Linked DNA regions of Arachis hypogaea: region 2 is linked to region 1. Evidence: chromatin contacts called from public Hi-C data. All regions are on one chromosome and are shown on one strand. Each heading gives the region's core, a stretch centred on a gene start, on an enhancer-like site or on the middle of the called end of the contact. The rest is flanking DNA. Distances are from core to core; before and after follow the strand shown. Region 1 holds the start of LOC112695886. Region 2 has its middle 14 kb from the start of LOC112700244.

Region 1 (4,938 bases), core at 678-3,177:
AATATTATAATATTAAGTAAAATTTCTAATTTAATTATCAAAACTTAATTTAATTACTTTTAATAAAATAATTTCTAAAAATAAAGTCTTTAATGAATATATAAATTGAAATTAACTCATAATAATATTTTTCGAAAATTCTGGGTCTTACATTACAACTTTTAACTTTTGACAAAGCAACGCAAAGTTGTTCAAGGTTGAATACTTATTTTGACAAGTAATGCCCTATATATGATAATAACTATTCTTGTTGATATTCATTGCCAAGCACACTGTCAACAGAAATTGTCTCTATTGAAACTTAAATAGCAACCCTAAATTTGAAGGGATCAAATTCATTCTTGAACATTTGATGTTATTTAGAAACTTTGGCATAAACCACTCTTATTGTACATCTTCATTCTCATCAGCCTGACATGTTGTATTAGAATTTAGATATTCCTTTTTCATCTCTAGAAAAACTGTCAATACGAAATCGTTTACCTTCTCGATACTCTTAAATGTGGGTGCTAGAATTGTCCTACTTTAAAAATACATATAATTTGACCTGTTTTATAACAAATTTAAATATGCAAACTCTATCAAATGAGAGAGAAGGTCATCAGTAGTTGTAATAAGCAAATTGTTAATTTTAAAACTTTACTATAACCATAATAAGAATAAAGATTAATTATAATTTAAAAATTTATTTTTTGAATAATTAATATTTGCACTTTTTATTTTCTCTTCTCAATGACTAAAGATGTCTTTGAGGTTGAAAGCAAACCATCAATATAGTCAATATTCGAAGATTGTAATTAATTATTTTATATAAATTAAATATTTTCAACGATGAAGGAATAAAAAACATAATTCATTTCTAATAGAAATTATAATTGTAATTGCATCCATAATTTGAATAAAGTGAGCCGCTTTAAATTTATTTATGAGGTCCACATCAACGATCATGTTCTTAACTTTATAAGAAGGTAAAAAATGTGGATTATAAAAAATTTGGACTTCAATCATGAAAAAGAAAGTCTTATCAATTAGGTTGAACAAAAGTTTAAGTGTATCTCAGAGATCTCCTTTTTGTAGGGTATCATTTAATATGTTAATAATAAAAAAATATAAAAACTATCCTTAAAATTATATCCACTAATGTGTTTATAAATAAATATTGGTTGGAACCTACTAATACCAGTGATTAAGTATTTTTACAGAATGAACTATCAACTCGATCTCCGTCTATTTCTCAAAATGACGACGCGACCCCTCAAGATAAAAACGATCCACTTCGATCCCTGTTCTTCTACTTCCGTGACACAATGTAGTCCCTATGGGTGTTTTACCGTCAACCCTGAATGAAAAATGCTGACGTGTCAGTTTCAAAAATGGACGGGGCTTAATTGTCTCTAAATTTAAATTGGTTAGGAGTTTATTTGTCCTTATTCTTTAAATAATATTCTTTTTAAATTATTTTTTATTCATTATATTAATATTTTTTTATAAATTATTGAATATATGGTATAATAAGCATAAACTAATTAATAAATTTCAAATTTAAATATATCATTTATTATGAAACTAAATAAATAATTTTTAAATATATAAATAAAAAATATTAAAATATGATTAATACGTTAATAATAATAATAATTCTATGATATACTATTAGTATTATGATTTTATATATATACACTATTTTTATATTGATAAATTTTTATCGATTTTTAATTTTATGATAATATGTATTATTAATAGATTAATAATATTATTGATACTTTGAGTTTATTGAGTTTATAAATGGATTTTATAATATATATATATATATTAGTAGTCTACTCATAGTGTATTTTAATGCAAAGACAACAGATACTGAGGATGACGGCAGAAAATTAGCGACCGTTTACAAATCCGCCACAGATTGACTGGATAGCGGTTTGACAACTGCACCAAAATTAAATAGCATAGCGGCGGTGACATGTTCTAACCGCTGGAAAGCAACACAGTGATATATATAACAAATTAACCTAATGTGTTCATAAAATCTTTTTCGCGTGAAGTCAATTGTGCAAGGGGCGAACCACTTCTCTGGGAGTCCTTGCCGCCGTGATGCTTCCCTCAGTCAATTCCAGTAGTCTCCTCCTTCCTATTGCTGTGTCCATCACTGAGCCGCTTTTCCTCCCTCTAACACTGGTCCGAAACCTAGGTTTGCTAAGCCCTCTTTTAATTTGGTTGAGTTTTCTTTTTGGTTTCACTTTTCAATTTGGCTTAAATTGATCTTATTCTTCTTGATTTGGGTATATACAGTCAAGAATTAGATTCGCACTTCTTATCTTCCTCGCGCGAACACAAAAGGGGCAGAGGTGCAAAACACACCTCCGCGTGCCAATCTTTGCCGCCGTTCCCCTCCGCCCGTCAGTACCAGCTGCATCGCGCTTTCCGTTGCCGGTAGGTCCATTACCGATTAGCTTCTTCATTTAGATTTCTAGTATGTACAAAACCCCTTGTTCAAGCTTGTGCTGTTTTCCTTTTGGTTTCAGAATTCAAATCTGTCCACGTTAACCGTTATCTTCTTAATCGCATACCAATAGTTAGTTTTGGCCACACTTGTTGTCTCCTAACCATCCTCTCTCATTGTCCAGCAGGACTAGGTGCAGGGTTTTTATATAGAATAATTTCTTAGATTAGATTAATCAGTGCCATATCCACCGATTTTCTGGTTAATCAGTTGTTATTATCTACTATCTTAGTCGACATTTTTTTGGAATGAAAGAATATTATCATACTAATGTTTAAATTAGAGAGAAATAAAGATCAAGCGCATCAAAATGGAGTGATATTTTTAGTTTTCCAGAGGCTCTGTTTTGTTGGAAATGCAGAAAATATCATGAAGGAGGCAGGGCCTGTTAGCATGACCTTTGATATACCAATGTATCATGCTTTAAGGCTTCAGGTAAAATGTGGATGATCCTTTGAAGTTATATTTTCTCTATATTTACTTTCAAGTATAAATACACGTTTGAAAATTTATTTACTTATTTTAATGAAAAAAAGAAAAGGTGTTGGTTGAACATTGTGCCTGATTTTTCAGATGATTTTCATAACTCACTAGTGTATTATTGATCATGAAATTAAATGGTAGCTGTCCATATGAAATTAAATTCAAATTGTTTTGTATAGTCTTCTATGATTTGATGATCAGACATTCACAGTAAATTCCCCTTTTATTACTCATTTTGTTTCAAAGTAATTGTCAATTACTCTATTTGAATAAAGTGGCAAAATATAAAATCAACGTATCTGAATAATACATTGATATTTTAAACTTTCTCTTTGTCGAAATTGACAGATATTTTGAAGTAGAGACTAATACTTAACCTATCATATATTTTGGGTTATTTTGTACTCTCTAGTGATAAACAGTTCTAAGAAGCCATTTGTTAGTATAGGTGAAGTATTTACAAATAGCAAAGAAATCAAAGGCACATAATCCATATAGATAGGTTAGATATGTGACCCAAGCAAACTCATATGTTGCCCGCATGTAATTGGTAATAATTACCATAAAGACAAATAATGCTTTATGTATTCATTGAAAATTGTCTTCAACTTCTTGTAACTTTTGTACGTAAATTGTAAAATGAGGATATAATGTTATTTTTCTTTAGACCAGAAAAGACTAATTATTAGGTATTATAGTCAAAGTAGTATAATTTGGATATTGACTTGAAAAGATGCAGGGGTTTTATGAAGGGTAAATTACACTAATTTCTTCTATGGTATTAGTATTATGAAAAACACCTTATTTGTAGAGGTATATACTAATTTTTCCTGAAATTTAGGTTATACTACCTATGATATTTTTATATTTTGTAAAATATGACACTAATCTCCTCAAGATTGAAGGAGTGATTAGTATAAATGTCAATAATTAAGGAATGTTTATGCATATTTCACTTATTTTTAGGAGAATTTGCTGTCATTTATCTTATAGTTGGATATCTGTGATCTTATTATTACGTTAGGGAGACAGATACAAAGATAGACATATACTATTTTGGTGTTCTATTTGATTAATAGTGTATGAGGGAGAGATTATTATTATTATTATTATTATTATTATTATTATTATTATTAGACTACTATGGAAAAAGAAAAGAAGATTTTCAAAGTGAAAACTTCTTGATCATGAAGCATAATCTGCAGAATTTGCAGAATCGAAAAAGAAAGAATAGAAAAAAGAGAGATAATTTGGCCAAGATGTAAACTGGATGAAGTGTGTTTTATTGATTGAATCTAAAGTAAATATTCTATCTAATTATTAATAAAAATATCTTTTATTAATAACTAGAATGTTTATATATTATTTATGTTATATGAATAAAATTTATAACAAAATAACTTATTATTAATTACTTTATTACCTCTGTGGTATATTATAAACACTTAATAATTCTACACTTAAACTAGCTTTATCTTATATGAGACTCATAATTAATACCATATTATCTCTACTATCTAAACCAGACTTATTACTTCAGGCAAGGGATCTTATTTCGAAGATCACCGAGGAGAGGAATTCTATTATTGATCAAAATAAAAAACCTCAGCAAGAACTGGTACAGAATTTATTTAGAAGATAAATTTTTTTTTTATGCCTGTGCTTACACTAGTTATGTTAAACTTTTTTGTAAAAATTCTTCTATCCTCTGAACATAAAAGAAAACCTGATGAGTTTTCATGTACTAAAATGATATTCTTACTTTTCAGATTATAAGAAATAGTATGCTATTCAATTTGTGGTATTTATAGGCGCTGTTACTGTTTGTTTTCTCTTCCCCTAAACTTATTAGTTTGGTCGTTAAAGAGAGTTATTAAGAGAATAATGGGTGGGGATGAAGGAAAGGAGATTAGAGGAAATGTCTTGAATTTGAAGGAGAATGCAAATGAAGG
Region 2 (5,175 bases), core at 682-3,181, 45 kb after region 1:
GAATAAGTAATTTTTATTTTATTTTGATATTCATTATCATTTTTTTAGTTTAAAATTAATTAATTTGTACTTTAATTAAAAAATGAGTTAAGTATTTCTATATATATATATATATATATATATATATATATATATATATATATATATATATATATTATAAAAAGCATTCATAACACTATGAAACGGGTTAGTGCAGTGATTGTCAACTTGGTTTTCATTCCAGAAGAGCTAAGCTTGACTCCCACTCCTTGCAATACATTTTTTCTAATTTCACAATCCGCATGCTGATGTCATGCCGGAACGTAGGTTGACCGTTGACAGCGTTGTTGATTGGACCGGTTCGGTTCTGGTTCATGTCGATTTTGACCGGTTTGATCGATTCTTACCAGTTTTGTCCGGTTCATTTTCTTAAGCGGTCGGTATACTAAACTGGACTAGTACAATGTCCAGTTTATCGGTTTTTCGATCAAATTGGTCGGTCCGGTCCAGTCCGATTTTTATAACTATGATATAGAGCTGCAACATTAGTTAAAACAAGAAAATTACTTCTAATTCTTTCTTGTTATTCTACTTTTTCTTTTATATCCTCAATAAGATCAATAATTAAACTTGTTTATAATGATATAATAAAAGATTTTGAGATGAAAGATACATTTTTATAATTATATAATAAACTTGGCAGGAAAAATTAAAAAGCAAAAGATTCTATATTTATTATTAAGAAAGTCAAGGAGACCAACATTTATATTAAAATATGGCCAACACTTTTTTTTTTGAAACAAAGAAGCTCAACATGATAGTAAAGCGGACAAGTATGAATAAAAAAGAAACACCTATTCTAAACACCTAAAAATTATCCCAATGTCATCTCCGACATTGCCATCAACAACAAAATTATCCTAAAGAAAGATTGCTTAGAATGGGTATTATTAACCACGATGATAACTTGTGTGTCTTGTGTAAAAAAGATGTAGAACATATTCACCACTTGTTTCTTGGTTGTGAGTTTACCTGGCAGGTGTGGTGTGAATGGCTATTTAAATTTGGGAGGTTGTGGTCTGTTCTGGGTTCACTGAAAGAGCACTTTGAGAATTGGATGGGTGTCATTAGCAAGAAAGAGGAGCACAACAAGTGGCTTATATGTTTTTTTGCAGTTATATGGAATTTTTGGCTTGAGAGAAACGAACGGATATTTAACAACAAGGAAGCAGGTGTTCAAGAGGTGTTTTACAAATTTTTGACCAATTATAGAGAGTGGAGTAATGCGAATCCCTTCTGTTATTGATGACAATGCCGAAGATAACAATAGGGATTGTGTTCATATTATTTTGTTGCTTTGTTGTCTGAGTTCTTTTGTTTCTGGCGCTCCACTTTACTGTGTTGAGCTCATTTTTTTAAAAAAAAAAACATCTTTATTGGACTAAGTATCATGAAATAGACCCTAAATTAATTGAACACCAATTAATCAACTTGTTTATGCCAACAACCAGCCTTTTTTGTTTCTTTCTATATCAAGATTATTAAAACAAAAAAAATTGACTCTAACCAATGCCTTATTAGCACTAGTACAATACTAATACCACTACAATAAGGCCTATGGCCACGCCAAAAGCGATTAATGGCCACGCTTTTGTGAGGGTGGCGATTAAATAGAGATTCGGCCATATTTTTTCTTGCCACGCTTTAAAAACGTGGCGAAAAGGGTCAACGGACACACTTTTAAAATGGTGGCAATTGATTAGAGATATGGCCACGTTTTTTTGCCACGCTTCAAAAACGTGACTATAGAGTGAAACAGGATCGTTTTAAAAGCGTGGCAACAGATCTTCATTATGGTTGCGGTTATGAAGTGTGGCCATATAGTGGCACTCTTTAGGCGCGCTTTAGAGCGTGGCCAAAAGGTTATTGAACAGTAAAACTCTTATGACCCAGAACAAAGCTTCGATCCGGATCTCCTCCTCGCTCTTTATTGAACAAACCCTTATTACCGTCGTCACTCTCAACTCTCAACTCTCAACTCTCATCTCCATGCCAACCCTGGAAGAGGGCAGATCCCCGCTGTGCCATTAGCCTCGTCTCCTCCTCGTCACTATCGTCGTCACTAGCGCCGATCTCCTCTGCATCTTCCTGCCACCACGCCCTAACCCTCACCATTGCATTCCTCAGTCATCGCGCTGCTACGTCCCCTCCACCGCGCCTCCACCGCGCCTCCGCCTCGCATCTGCTACATCCCTCGTTCGTGTTTGCCTCGATTTTCCCTGCTGGTGCGTTCGTCTCTGTTTTGCTCGATTTTCCCTGCTGGTGCGTTCGTCTCTGCTGGGCATCCCCTTTCAATCTCTCTCTCTCTCTCTCGCTCCACAAGATCCCAGCCCCTTCAATATAAGCTCTTCCATCGTTTTCTACCACTTCGTACTCCCCCACCCATCTAATTACTCTCCTGAATTCACTTTTCTTTATTAGCTTATTTACTTTCTGCTTCCTACAGAATCATGTGTTTCAAATACATCGAAATGAGCCCTAGGCACGCGTGTATTGCTCTTGTTAGTTTTGCGCCTTTGATTTCGTTTTAGCTTTAGCTAGGTTAAAAATATGTTTCTCATTTGGTGAATTTGCTTAGAAAACATTTGAGCTTTCTAGGGGTTTTTACACTCGTCTTAGAAATGTTTGTTACTTTGTTGAGAAAATAAATTTACTATGTATATAGTGTTCCGAAATATGGTTTGCAATAGGTAAAATTTCCATCTGAAATTAATTATTAAGAAGATCTGTTTAAATCTTTTGTGGGGATGTATTTGTTGTAATTTTGTTTGTATTGTTTAGGATTACTGATTAATACAAGAGATTCTATTGCAAAGATATATGGAATCGTTAGATTAAGAAAACGTCAAGTAGGAAGAGAGAAAGAGTTGCTAGGGTTAATTGAAAATGGAAATGGAGCTTCGTGATTCTATTAGCTTGTTTTTGGAGTAAAATTTTCGAATTTGTAGTTGTTGAAATTCAACCTTTAATGCTTTGATTTGTTAATGCTAAAATTGGATCATTCAGATTATTATTCATTTGTTGTTATTATTGTCATTATTCGTGTGCTAATATTGGTAGTCTTTTGGTGTCAGCTAATAGCTAAGTGTTGGAGGGTTGTTGTTTTAATTTGTCCTGTTTTGTGTGTTGATTTTCAGCTAATAGCAAAGTTGTTGTTTTATTATTCATTTGTTTGAACTTGGCAGTCTCACTACACGCACCAGCACAAGATATCAGATGCCAGATAATGCCTGCTGCTCGTGCTTTTCCTTTGCAAAAACTGATGGCTTCACTGCAAGAATATCAAAGAAACAGGTAATCACACTATTCGTATGATTTCTTATGTAGTCTGTATTTTTGGCCCTTCAGGTGTGAACAATTCCAGTGGTTTTGAAACTTCCGTGTTTCATCCTTAATAGTCAGCAGAAGATATTGATCGAGTACATAATTCTTGATGGGGTCAATGATGAAGAGCAGCATGCCCACCAATCGGAAAACCGCTAGAAACATTTCAAGTGGTAAGCACTGAACATCTAAGCTCGTCTATAATATATTTCTGTCGGTGTTTCTCAAGAACTCAGTACCCTTAATGATTAAAATCAAATAGGACATCTGTTACATTTTTAATCATGGTACCTAGTTTCATATCTTGGTGTATGCTAATTGTTTTGTACCTTGCATCTGTTTGTTATTAAACTTGATCGACATTCCCAGTTATGTAATAAAAGTGTGCATATTGTCTCATCTATCTCGCAGGTGGTGAACTTAATACCTTTCAACTCCATTGGTATGTTGAGTCAATTCAAAACCAACTACTGAGCAGAAAGTTTGGGCATTTCAGAAAATTCTTAGAGGTATGTATAATATCCGAACAAAAATTCAGAAGCAGATGGGTCAGGACATAAGTGGTGCATGTGGACAATTGGTGGTTAATGTACCCGATAAGTCTCTCGGAAATGCCGAACCCCTAACAGACATAGAAGATCTTTTCATTTGATATGCCTTAAAGAATTTAATTCTAGTGCTGCATTTTAAATGTCTACTTGTGAATGCTCCTTTCTTTTGGTCTGCACAACCTTTCTTTTCTTTTCCCTTTTTTGTTTTGCTTAACCCAACTGCTCACTTTGACTTTTATTTTGTTTTGCTTAACCTTTTCAAAATATAAGATTGCTTTCAATATTTAGTTTATTCTGAAATTAATTGATGCTTTGTGAATTGGAGTTGCGGTTGTCAGTGTTGGAGCAGCACTTTTCTTGTTCCAGCAGTTTGCCGCATCAACGGATGATTTGGAACCCTTACAGCTGTTCCAATACACCATCTGGTTAGTCTTATGAGATCTCTTCTTACAAGCTTTTATAGTATGCGATCAATTAGTCTTTGCACATTGCTCATGCATTTTGACCTGCTTTCTTCTCTTTATTTGCACACACGATTTATATTGGTGTGTTAAATAAATAAAAATAAAAATATGGTGTTAAATAAATCCTATGTGAACTAAGCTTTCTTACCAAACCTCATTTAGCTGCTTCCTAGTTCTTTTCAAGTGGCCAGTGATTCAAATCCTACCTTTTGTAGTTTATTGCTTTTTGTTTGAATAAGATAAAATAAAATCACTGAAATATACATACATCAGTTTGAAATGATATATATGGAAAAAGTTAATGGAAAAGTATTAATTTTAGCATTTATCCTGACTTAGTCAACTACTATGCAATTCCATTTTAGGTTCACAAGAAGAGCTAAGTTTAGAATTAGAGCCCACCAAAGTCCATCAAACGAAACATCGTTTTTGCATAGGAGAATAATGAACTTGAATGCTATTTCTCTTCCCTTTTGATTTTGATTTCCCCACTTGCAGTTTGTGAGTGAGTTGGCTAGAGTAGCTGCACCGGGTGCCACCATAATAATAGTAACATGGTGCCACAGAGATCTTGGCCCTGATGAAGAATCCTTAAAGCCATGGGAAGAAAAACACTTGAAGAAGATATGTGATGCATTCTATCTTCCAGCATGGTGCTCAACTGCTGATTACGTTAGATTGCTCGAGTCCCTATCACTACAGGTGAATTACTTAACAGCCATCATTAGCCAAGTCCAATTATTGAAGATGGACCCAGGTTATTTAATTGTGGAAATTAATCGCGACTCGGGTGACGA

Evidence for each region. A called contact is a pair of places that touch in the nucleus more often than the background predicts.
Region 2: a Hi-C map of an unstated tissue shows a contact between it and region 1, with 2.5 times the contacts expected there. The contact joins the enhancer-like site here to the promoter of LOC112695886 in region 1. A contact is called at or near these places in 3 of 8 Hi-C or Micro-C datasets (leaf and an unstated tissue).

The regions. Positions count from the first base shown.
Region 1 is chr6:9,749,623-9,754,560 of arahy.Tifrunner.gnm2.J5K5, forward strand. It overlaps LOC112695886, which reads left to right and starts at 1,928. Exons shown (of 7, transcript XR_003150605.3): 1 at 1,928-2,178; 2 at 2,293-2,433; 3 at 2,840-2,938; 4 at 4,527-4,604.
Region 2 is chr6:9,794,185-9,799,359 of arahy.Tifrunner.gnm2.J5K5, forward strand. It overlaps the pseudogene LOC112695887. Among protein-coding and RNA genes, the nearest start is that of LOC112700244, 14 kb to the left of the region's middle. Within about 2 kb of position 1,932, at least 1 of the 3 cell types and tissues checked has open chromatin away from gene starts, as enhancers often do.